Linked DNA regions of Mus musculus: all the other regions are linked to region 3. Evidence: chromatin contacts called from public promoter capture Hi-C data. All regions are on one chromosome and are shown on one strand. Each heading gives the region's core, a stretch centred on a gene start, on an enhancer-like site or on the middle of the called end of the contact. The rest is flanking DNA. Distances are from core to core; before and after follow the strand shown. Region 1 overlaps Spns2 (spinster homolog 2). Region 2 holds the start of Spns2 (spinster homolog 2). Region 3 holds the start of Sgsm2 (small G protein signaling modulator 2).

What was found. Promoter capture Hi-C pulls out the DNA fragments that hold promoters and counts their contacts.
Region 1: a contact with region 3 is called in a promoter capture Hi-C map of liver, with 3 times the contacts expected there. The contact joins the enhancer-like site here to the promoter of Sgsm2 in region 3. A contact is called at or near these places in 6 of 39 promoter capture datasets (cranial neural crest, embryonic stem cells, frontonasal cranial neural crest and 3 more).
Region 2: a contact with region 3 is called in a promoter capture Hi-C map of pre-B cells, with 4 times the contacts expected there. The contact joins the promoter of Spns2 here to the promoter of Sgsm2 in region 3. A contact is called at or near these places in 5 of 39 promoter capture datasets (cranial neural crest, hippocampal neurons, liver and 2 more) and 1 of 115 datasets of contacts at active chromatin or transcription factors (embryonic stem cells).

What each region holds. Positions count from the first base shown.
Region 1 is chr11:72,465,072-72,468,551 of GRCm38.p6, forward strand. All of the region lies in intron 2 of Spns2 (spinster homolog 2), which reads right to left. Among named protein-coding and RNA genes, the nearest start is that of Gm40194, 9.4 kb to the left of the region's middle. Within about 2 kb of position 2,215, at least 162 of the 459 cell types and tissues checked have an H3K27ac peak or open chromatin away from gene starts, as enhancers often do. A contact at or near this core is called in liver, where this site is marked.
Region 2 is chr11:72,488,656-72,492,251 of GRCm38.p6, forward strand. Spns2 (spinster homolog 2) reads right to left here and starts at 1,265. Exons shown (of 13, transcript NM_153060.3): 1 at 771-1,265. The coding sequence starts at 1,140.
Region 3 is chr11:74,895,158-74,898,584 of GRCm38.p6, forward strand. Sgsm2 (small G protein signaling modulator 2) reads right to left here and starts at 1,912. Exons shown (of 23, transcript NM_197943.3): 1 at 1,668-1,912. The coding sequence starts at 1,724. Tsr1 (TSR1 20S rRNA accumulation) reads left to right here and starts at 2,923. Exons shown (of 15, transcript NM_177325.3): 1 at 2,923-3,058; 2 at 3,220-3,323. The coding sequence starts at 2,962.

The DNA.
Region 1 (3,480 bases), core at 965-3,464, 2.4 Mb before region 3:
AAAGCATTTGATTGGGGATTTCCTTACAGTTTAGAGGGTGAGGTTCATGATCATCCTGGTGGGGAGGGTGGCGGCAGGCAGGCAAGCATGTTGCTGGAGCAGTAGCTGAGAGCTTTCATCTTACCCGAAAGCTGGAGGCAGACAGCAAGCTAACTGGGATGGAGTGGGCTTTTGAAACCTCAAGGCCAATCCCCATGAAACGCCTTCTCTAACAAAGCCACACCCCTGAGTCCTTTCCTTCTGCCAACTAGGAACCAAGCATTCAAATCTATGAGCCTGTGGAGACCATCCTCATTGAAACCATCACACACTTAGGAATTGCCCTGGCCATGGTGTTTCTTCCCAGCAACAGAAAAGTAACTAAAACAGGGCATCTGCAACATACTAACATACGTTAGGTGCTTGGGATTCATGGGTAGATAAACAGGAGATTCCTGCCTTCCCGGAACTTAATGATCTAAGGAAGAAAGGCACATAAATAACAAAATAGTAGTAATAATTAACACGCTGTATGAGGAATATTAAGCAGGTACAGGAGATGTATAGATATATGAAATGTATGTGAAGAGATACGTGTATGAAGGACCACAGCCTGGAGGAAGGAGTGGCAAGAAGCAGCTGCTGATAGATGCATGAGGAAGATGAGGCTTTCCGCAGAAACAGAAAGCCAGGAGAAACTGAAGCTCAGGAGCTGAGCGCACAGGGACGATCCTGCAGCCTCGGGTGGAATCTGGCAAAAACCAAGCCATTTCTGTGACCGAGGTGAGGTTGATGCATTGGCCATTCCTGTTCGAACATCTCTGCCAAACATCTCTGCTGCTCTGTACAGCCAGAGTCCAGTGTTGCCTTAGAGTATGATAGACATTATCATAAAATTTTATTGAGAATACATGTATGAGAGAGAAGACAGATCATACAGTATTAAATAGAAGAGACGGTGACATTTCAACTCAGCAAAGACCTGCAGGAGACAAGGAAACAGTCATAGAAGTACCGGGGAAAGGAGAGCTAGAGTGCACTTGGTGTGTTTGCGGGGCGTGAAAGAGGCCAGAGTGTCTGAAGCAAAGTGACGGAGGGGGAAGGGTGGAAGACAAGGCTAAGAGGCCAGATGGAGTGGGATCCTCACGGGGAAGGCAGGAGATGCTGAACAAAGAACTAATGACCTGGTTTGGCTCTGCTGGGACAAGAGCACAGTAATGTTCAGGGACTTGGGAGAGAATGCCACTGTTGATGATGGGAGGGGTTGGTGTTCTAGGTGAGATACAGAGATCCAGGTAGAATAGAGGCCAACTACACAGACAGGGAGTCCCCTCTGTCTCATGGAAGGCAGTCCCACTGCCAGTAGGCAGATGGCCAGACAACACTGACCTCTGTACGCTAGGTTCATGTGTATGTGGTTTAGCAGCCTCTGGGGAGACAGTATTTAGGGGGAGGAGCAATGACGAGAGGAAGGGCGTGAGCAGGGCAAAGTGGGTTGCTCAGAGTAGCATGAAGGGTTCTTTTCTCCGCTAGACTTGAAAACACAGGAGAGGGGACCTGGTAATTCAGGTCTGTGACTTAAGCTTTGGGCAGAATCAGTCCTTGCGCCATAGGGTTCAACCCCAGCTCTGCACCTTCTTAGGTAGGCTCCTTTGCCAGGTCACATCTCTGTCATTGTCAGCCTCATTGATGTGCTGGTAAATGTGTAGAAACAGGTTCTCTAAAAAGGGACAGAGGAGGGGCCCCACGATGCCTGGGGGTTGTGCATCTCCACAGTATAAACACTCTACCCGGCTGAGGCCAAGTCACCTAAGAGATGTGAAGCTCAGAGCTTAGTACCTTGTTCAGTCATAGGCGTTTCCACCATTCAGATAAAAGGAGTTTACCTTAAGCACACTGATAATGTCTTGATGTAAGAAAGTAATTAGGAAGCGATGACTTCTGAGAATTTATCAGCTTCTTTCAGTACAGATCACTCAGTTGTAAGTTTATTATGATTTAGTTCTAACAATGGCTGTGTCTAACAATCGGCTCACACAATTCCTAAAAATTTAACAATCGACTCTCATGAGCCACTCTAAGCCAGCTCCCCACGCCAACTTCCTCATCTGTAAAATGAAGATAAAAATAGCTGCTGCTCTGGTGGCTTGAGTATTGGATGAGACAGTGTGGGGGAAGGTGCTTCATGCCCTGCCCTCCGAGGCGCAGGCTGGGTCAACAAGGCTCGTGTTTACATTAGCCAGGGCCAGTATTATTTCCTTACATCTACAGAAAGAATGCTTTCTTGTCAGCTCTGCCTCCTAAGACCTGCCCAAGATCAGATCAGGATGTGGACGAGGAAAAGCTTAGTCTCAAAGGGCTTACACATGTTTAGAGGGGAAGAGGAACAACTGCCTTCTGTATGCCAGTCTGAACTGGGTGGGGAGTGGGCAGAGACAATCTGAGTAGGCAGTGCCTCTTGTCTAGCCAAAGTGCAGGTCCTACCATGAATTGCACAGCTTGATGTACTTAAAGCCTGTGAATCAGTAAGGGTCACCAAATCCTGCTAATGTCAAAGTGGGTAATGAAACGTGCCTAGGAGTTCACCATGATGACAACACATGCACACACACACACACACACACACACACACACACACCACTCTCTCGCTCCCCCTCACACTATCTCTCACACACAGTCACACACACGCACACATGCACACATACTCTCACACACACGCACACACACTCTCACACACACACATTATCTCTCATACACAGTCACACACATGCACACATGCACACATACTCTCTCACACAACACACGAACACACACATACTCTCTCACACACACATACTCTCTCACATACATACTCACACACACATGCACACACACATACTCTCTCACACACTCACACACACATACTCTCACACACACACATACTCTCTCACACACATTCTCTCACACACACACACTATCTCTTACACACAGTCACACATACTCTCACACACACACGCACACACACTCTCTCTCTCACACACACACACACAAGCACACACACATACTCTCACACACACTGACACACACACACACACACACACAGAGGCACGCACACACTGTCACAGGCACGCGCACACTGTCACATTCACACACACATTATATAAATTTCAAGTCTTCTAATCATATTGTACGATGGTTAATGAAGCACGATGCTTATTGTTAATAACGCCTGCAGTTGTCACTGATGGATCAGTTATGACAGACCAGGCCCTGGACACACACTTGGCACATGCATTCATCATTTCTGTCGATTCTCTCTCTAACTTCATCTTACAGAGAAGATGACCCAGCTGAAAGAAGTGATGTCACAGGGCAACTGTATGTCTGAGTCAAAATTAAACTGTAGTTTAGCTGACTCTGAAGCCCTCGCTTTAAATCATATCACTTGATGCTAGACTGGGAAGAGGATGGTCCCCACAGACGCCCCTGACGTCAGAGAATATTCATGCTATACTGGGAACA
Region 2 (3,596 bases), core at 15-2,514, 2.4 Mb before region 3:
CAGTCTCAAACCTGGGGTTGAGTCGCAGAGATGCTCAAGGAGCATGAGGCTGCCTCTCTTTAGACCAACCCCCCCAGCCCCCGCCCCCAGGCCTATGCCCTGCTCCAGGCTCCAAGCGCCATGGAGCAGAAGGAGGCGTCTCCAGGCCTCAAGCCAGGGCCAGCTGCAAACCGCATCCTGGGTCCCCAGGCGGCACGGACCCGCCCCGCCCCTCCCTCGGCTCCCCGCAGGCCCGAGCCTTTGTCAGCCACGCGCTTACAAGCTCACACACACATATCCGCGCTGCCACGCGCGCGCACACTCCGGCTGCCTGGCGCACACCCGCAAGAGGCGCACACACTGGCCGCACGCATGCAGGGGGGTGGCTGAGACCGAGGAAAGAAGGAACAGACGGGCCGTGCAAGCACAGACGGCCTGGACTAAGGGAAAAGGAGGAGAGGCCGGGGAACCTGCGGCTGTGGAGGAAGGGGGCGCACAGGCGATAAGGCAAGAGAGACGCAGAGGAGACTCTGGGAGGACAACGGATGAGCCGTCAAGGGCTTGGCGAAGGCTCACAAGCTGCTCCAGGGGTGGAAACTCCACCAATCCCTAACACGGGGAGCGTGGGGTGCTTTGGATTGGACCCATGGAACGCCAAAGCATCGCTTGAACAGAGGGTCCTTAGGGACTCTCCAGAGGGCTTGGATCTAGGGAGCTGGCAACCAAAAGCTCCCTAGGGCATCTGGGATGGAAGGGCCCTGGTCCTCGGGCTAGATGGGGCATTTGCTCACCTGCCACAGTGTACCTGTCCAGGTAGTTGAGCACGTTGCCTAAACTCAGGATGGCAGCAGCTGCCCCCCGCCCTCGGCCTAAGCTGGCCGGTTTGGGCTGCGGCGCGCTGGGGCCCTTGGCAGCTGCTGCGCAGCCAGGGGTGCTGGGGATGCTGGGGAGTCCGGACGGGACCCGCCTCACGCTGCCGGACAACGTCTGCACCTCTTCGTCGGCGGACACGACTCCAGCGCCCCCAACACCCCGCGCCCCGCAGCAAGCGCTACCTCCAGCCCCTGGCTGCGCCCCCCGGCGCCGGCGCCGCCGCTCGGCGTCCGCCTCCTCCTCCTCCGCGCCGCCCGCCGCCGCCGAGGCGCATTCCAGGCACATCATGCCGGCCCGGGCCGGGGCGGCGGGGGGCGCGGGGGGCTCGGGGGACGCGAGGCCCAGCCCGGGCCCGCTCAGTGCGTGCGCGCGCCGCGGAGCCGCCGCTGCACCATCCCGGCCCGGCCCGTCCGCTTCTGCGCTCGGGCTCCAGCCCTGGCTGCGCCGCTGCTACTGTTCAGTCAGTGAGACGCGCGGCCCCGGCGGCTCTGACAGCTGCGGCCGGCCCCGCCCACCAAGCTCGTGTGCCCAATCACCTCCGGGCTCAAGCCACAGCCCCGCCCCGCACGTGCTGCCCCGGGGGGTGCGGGGGCGCCTGGCCGCACAGCCCCACCCGCCTGACGGGGGCGCAAGTCACGCAGTAGCGCTGCGGCCACGGAACCCTCGGGGATCAGGAAGCGATTGCGGGGAGCTGCAGCACCGATTAGGATTTAGGTGAGGGAAGAAGGGTACCCCAGACCCTACTCAACTTCCACCCTGCCCCTGCGATGGGAGAGGACCCCTGGCTGAGGCCGAGGAAGGCCCATGGCTTAAGCTACGCATTAAAAAAAAAAAGTCTCAGATGGTCAAAACTGGGGAACCTGTTGTAGAGCTGACTCCAACAGTTACTCACCTTAATTCAGTCTGTTTAGGCAGCGCTGCCTAAGAAACATGATTGGTGGACCCAGGACACAGACCTCATGAAGGTCCATTGCTCTCCTCTATAGAGAAGCACCTCCATGCTATGACCTGGGCTCACTCTGACCATATCTCTACCCCCCATAGAGTGGAGCTTGTGAGAACCAGGGCTCGGATTAGAGCCCAAAAGAACCAGGAGGGCCTCCTCAATGCCAGGCAGGGTGTCCTACACCTGTAACCCCAGCGTTTGGGAGGCTGAGTCAGGAGAGATCCAATCTCAGACAAACGAGAAGGAGAGGGGATGGAGCAGAAAAAGCCTTTGAGGGGGGTACCATCTCCCCAAAACCCTTAGTGAAAGTTGGAAAGCTGGATCCTAGCCTATATCTGCTCTTGCGTGTGGCTTAACATTGGACGAAACCTCTATCTTTCTGGGTCTTTGTTTCTATTGGGGGAATATAGTCCAGGTAGTTGAGCACGTTGGGGGGGGGGGGGTTGTCAGTTCTGGAGAATGGCTAGGTAGCTTCTGTGTAAAGAACAGTCTTCTCTTGTAAGTCCATCATTTGGGAGGCAGAGGCAGGTGAAACTCCGAGGTTCCAGGCCAGCGAGTCCAGGCCAACACGTCTCTAAATAAATAAATATGTAAAAGGAAAGAAAGAAGTTAAAACCCAGTATAGCATGTTCTCCCTAGTATGTGCCAAACCCTTGGTTCAAATGAGAGAGTCAGGGGAGACTTAATTCAGCCCCTCAGATATCCAGTGGTTTCTGTCTGTTTCACAGACAGACTTCAGGTCACCAAGGTGACCCGTCATAAACAGACAACTAGTCAATGGTCTGGTTGGTACGAAGCCAGGGCCCTGAAATCATCTTGCTAGTGCAGGCTGCTCCAGAGCCCACGTCCACAACAGGAACATCTTGTGAAGGTGTCAACCACAGTGAGTCATGGCATAGCCAACGGATGACAAAGCATAAGGCACTCAAGCACACACACACACACATACACACACACACACACACACACACACACACACACACACACACACACACGAACACACACACACACTCCACTGTCTTAGTGAGCAGAGTTAATCCCCAAGCTGGTGTTTCTTGGCGCCTTCAAGGTGTCTTTTAAATTCTGTGAACTGACTAAAAATATGCTTCGGCGTGTTGAGTATGAATGACTGTGACGGAAGGTTAGGAAAACAGATTTCATTCTGAAAGTTGCCTGCTGCCTCTTTCCAGCTGGCTGGATTCTGGCCTGTAAAGTCAGTCGGGGGGCGGGGGTGGGGGGGGTTTCAATGCGTGGCCAGGGATAACAGGTGATTAGCAGACAAGCACAGACCCAGAAGCTCCATGGGGCCAGATCTGTGTGGCTGTGCCAAGCGAGAGGACCATGTCTGCTGTGGATGCTGCCCAGCTGTGTATCTGTGAAGGAGGCTCTGCACGATGGCTTTGCACTCTACCCAGGCTGCGTCTCAATTTCCCACCCCTGAACTCTCACCCTTTCACAACCCTGGCCTGCAAGGCCAGTTTTGGTTTTGATCCACTGCCCTTCATCTCCACCCCTGGTTGAATTCTAGAGTAGGAAAAGAGGGCAGTCTTTTGAGTCCTTCATATGTGGGGCCACCAAGCAAGCCATCCATTCCTATTATGAGACTTCTAACTTAAAGGCAGTTTCTGGAGTTGATCCTGTGTAAGATAAAGGGCCCCAACCCATGGGCAGGGCGATAGAAACAATAAGCTCTTTCTGGCTGTGTGGCTGCGCACAGATGAGGGCTTTGTGAGAACTCCTGGCAGCATCCTAAGACCATAGGATGGGCCTCTGGGTATTGTTTGTTTTGGAGAGGGGT
Region 3 (3,427 bases), core at 662-3,161:
ATCGATTCTTGCACTCCAAGCTGTTAAAAGCTTCCTCGATTACTTCCCAGGGAGTCTTTGCAGGAACCCACAGCTAAGGATCAACAGGATGTATCTGAAGCAGCTGGAGAGGTGGGGAGGACCTACTTATGATTTTAGGATTAGTCCAGAGGTCCTCTGTGAGGAGAGTCTTGCCTCTAGTTCTCAACTGTCTCTTATAGCATTTTCTGTAAACCAAGCACTAAAAGGGGAGCTAGGTGGAGTTCAGAGCAGGTCAGCCTTTGCCAGGCAGATACATCATTGCAGCACAAATTCAGTTTTCCAAGGAACCATTCTTGAAACAGAGTCTTTGAATAGTGGGAAGAAAATCATGTTCTCAAAAGTATTTCCTTACATACCCAATCAATGATCAAATCTGGGTCTTAAATAACGTTAACAACATGCCCATAGTTCCTATTCGCCTGGCCTAAGAAACCCTCACTTGGCCACTTCACAGCAAAAGCACAGTGAAGCTGTTCATGCAAGCTGGAAAGGTGATGTCAAGAAGGAAGGGAACAGTTAGGGCACACGAGCCAGGTCAGGGTTAATGCAGAGAGTCCAGAGTCTTCTCAAACCACCGTCAAACTCCAAGGGTGCATGAAAAAATATGATACATTTATGTATGTGAGAGAAACAGTATTATCCTATTTTAAAAAGAAACTAGGAAACCAAGACTTGAGTTTAAGTAACTTTACTCAAGTTCACAAGTAAAGCTCAAGTAAGTCTGGACAACTCAAGACTATCTCACCAAACCTCAGTTTCCAGGATCAGCAGCTATATTTATTAGAGTGCCTACCAGTGTGCCAGGCTCTGGAAACAAAACAGTGAACAAGCAGACAGGTTTTTTGTTTTGTTTTGTTTTGTTTTTGCCTTCCATAGTTCACACCTGGTAGACCCAGCTAGAGAGGCAGGCTGAGGAGGGAGGCCTCACTCATCTCATCTACACTGCAGGCTCTTTCACAAGCTGGTGAGTCATTCGTATGAGCAGCCCCCCCCTCCCAACCCCCGAAATTGAAATGAGCTTCTAAGCAGCGTCAAGGTAAAGGGAATTAGTGGAGAGAAACTCTTGTTTCTGAAGGATTTCCCTCAAAAGGGCAAAAATAATCTGAGTCTTAAAAACCATTCTTAAAAATACCCGAGTTCCTGGGTAAGGAGGTGGGCGTGGAGGGAGAAACGGTGAGGTGTGCAGCGAACCCTCTGCTAGCCACGACTCACTTGCCAGGGGAACACAAGAGGGCGGTGTGTTGGACACCCGAGGGCGAAGCCCCTGGAACTGTGGCTCGCAGCCTCCAGGAGGCCCGTGGGGACCCCGCCCCCTCCCCGGGCAGTACCCGCAATGAATGGGCAACTCGGGTTCTCCAGCAATCGCCGCCACCCCTCCCCCGATCGCGGTCTCCCCGCGCTGCTGCCGTCACTGGGCGGGGAACGGGAGCACCGTGGAGCAAACAAGCCCCAGGGCGCAAGCCTGACCCTGGCCGAGGGCGCTGCCCGGGACATGCAGAGAGGGGCGTGGGGCGCGGCCCGCCCAGGACCCCGCCCCCGCCTGGCACGGTGGGCTGGCAGCCGCGCGCGTGGGTGCCTCCACCTCTCTGCTCCCGAGCCAGCGCGGGAGGGGTGCGAGCCCCTTGAGACCTTGCCCCGGACCGTACCTCCTTCTTCACGTTCCACAGCAGCTTTTCTTTGACCGCGTCCTCTGCGCTGCCCATGGTGCGGCAGGTGGCGGGCAGGTGGCACCGAGTGGCCCCCCGAGCCCCCGGTGCGCCCTCACCGCCTCCGCGCCTCCCGACTCAGCGCCCCACACGCGAGGCGGAGTCCCCGCCCGCTGCGCTCCCCGCCTGCAGCCGCCGCAGCCACTGCCCGGTGCTCAGCTCCGCAGCCATCTTCCGAGCCCCGCAGACGTCAGGCAGCAGGCCCGGCCCCTTCCCACTGCCGGCAGGGAGGGGGTGTGTGCGCCGCAACTGGGGAGGTGGGGGGGGGGGTCAAGGGCGGGTGCGGACGCCTGGGGGCGTCGGGGCCGGGCGCGCGCCGCAGGGACGGTTGTCATGGCGACTGGCCGGCTCCCGCCCCGAGGGCGCGAACCCGCATTGTGAGCGCTGGGAAGTCAGCCGCTCCGGCCTGCGCCGCGCAGCGGGCGGACTTTGGGAATGTGCTTGTGTCTGGGCAAACCTCAACCACCGTGACCGCTCCCGACTTCTGGCCCCTGGGAGAGGAGCTATACGGAGCCAGGGTCTCGGCTCTGCGTCACTGTGGTTCGAACCTGGTCCTGTCACTCCTCCGGATCCTGTGGAGTGTTCATATATTACTTGCAGCTCAGTCGCAAAGCTTGCAGGAGGAAAGCAAGGACCCGACTGTGAGCTCCTAAGAACAGGTGCCCGAGCGCAAGGGGAAGTCTTCGCCCTCCTCCGGGTCGCCGACATCCGCTTTGGTTCATCTTGCAGATTTGTGGGAAGAGGGGGGCGCGAGTTGGAATAAGAGACATTCCAGAGCCGGTGACACGAGCCCCTTCTAAGTGCTTCGCGTTGGAAATTAGAGTAATAGAGGAAAGGAAAGGCCACTCAGGTACAAATGTCACCCCTTTGTACAGTTCACTGGGACCGCAGAGAGCGGCGTGCAATAGTCTACGTGAAAAGACTTTTATTTCTTCCCACGTGATGCAACTGAAGCGTGCAAAAATGGAAAGATGGGCGCAAAATTGACCTCCTAATCCAGAGCCGGAGCCGGGAGACTCCTGCCGGCATCCTCCATCTCTCAGCAGAGGACTGCAGCGTGGGAAAAGGCACCACGACGTCTCTGCGGACACTCAGGGCGCTGCGCTTGCAGGCTGGCGGCAAAAAACCTCGCGAGAGGTCGCGGAAGTGCTAAGCCTGAAGTCCGTCCCCAGGGCCGGAAACGCTCGGGTCCGCCCGGAAGTAGAGTTCACTTGGTGCACACGTGGACTGCAGAATGGCGGCTCACCGCTCCGGGCCGCTGAAGCAGCAGAATAAAGCTCATAAAGGCGGGCGGCATCACGGCGGTGGGTCCGCACAACGGGACAGCAAAGGTGAGTAGACAGGAGGGAGAGGGGCTGCTTAGCCGGTACCCGTGCCCACACCGAGACTAGACTTGGGACCCTTGCCCAAGGCTCTTAAGCGGCGCAGGAAGGTTCTTGTTGGTTGATTTGACTGAGAGGAGAAGAGCAGCCACTTCCGATCTGCCTTCCAGGCCGGGTAGGACCGAAAATCCTCTGCAAGAAGCTGAAGAGGCAGCTCAGCCGAATAGACCAGAGGCATCGCGCCAGCCAGCTCCGAAAGCAAAAGAGGGAGTCGGTGAGTAGAAGCGGGGGTGGGGAAGCTTATGGTTTGAGATTGGTAAAGTCTCAAACTAGAAAATGGGACACGGAAATGGGCCGAAAACGGAGGTAAACCCAGAG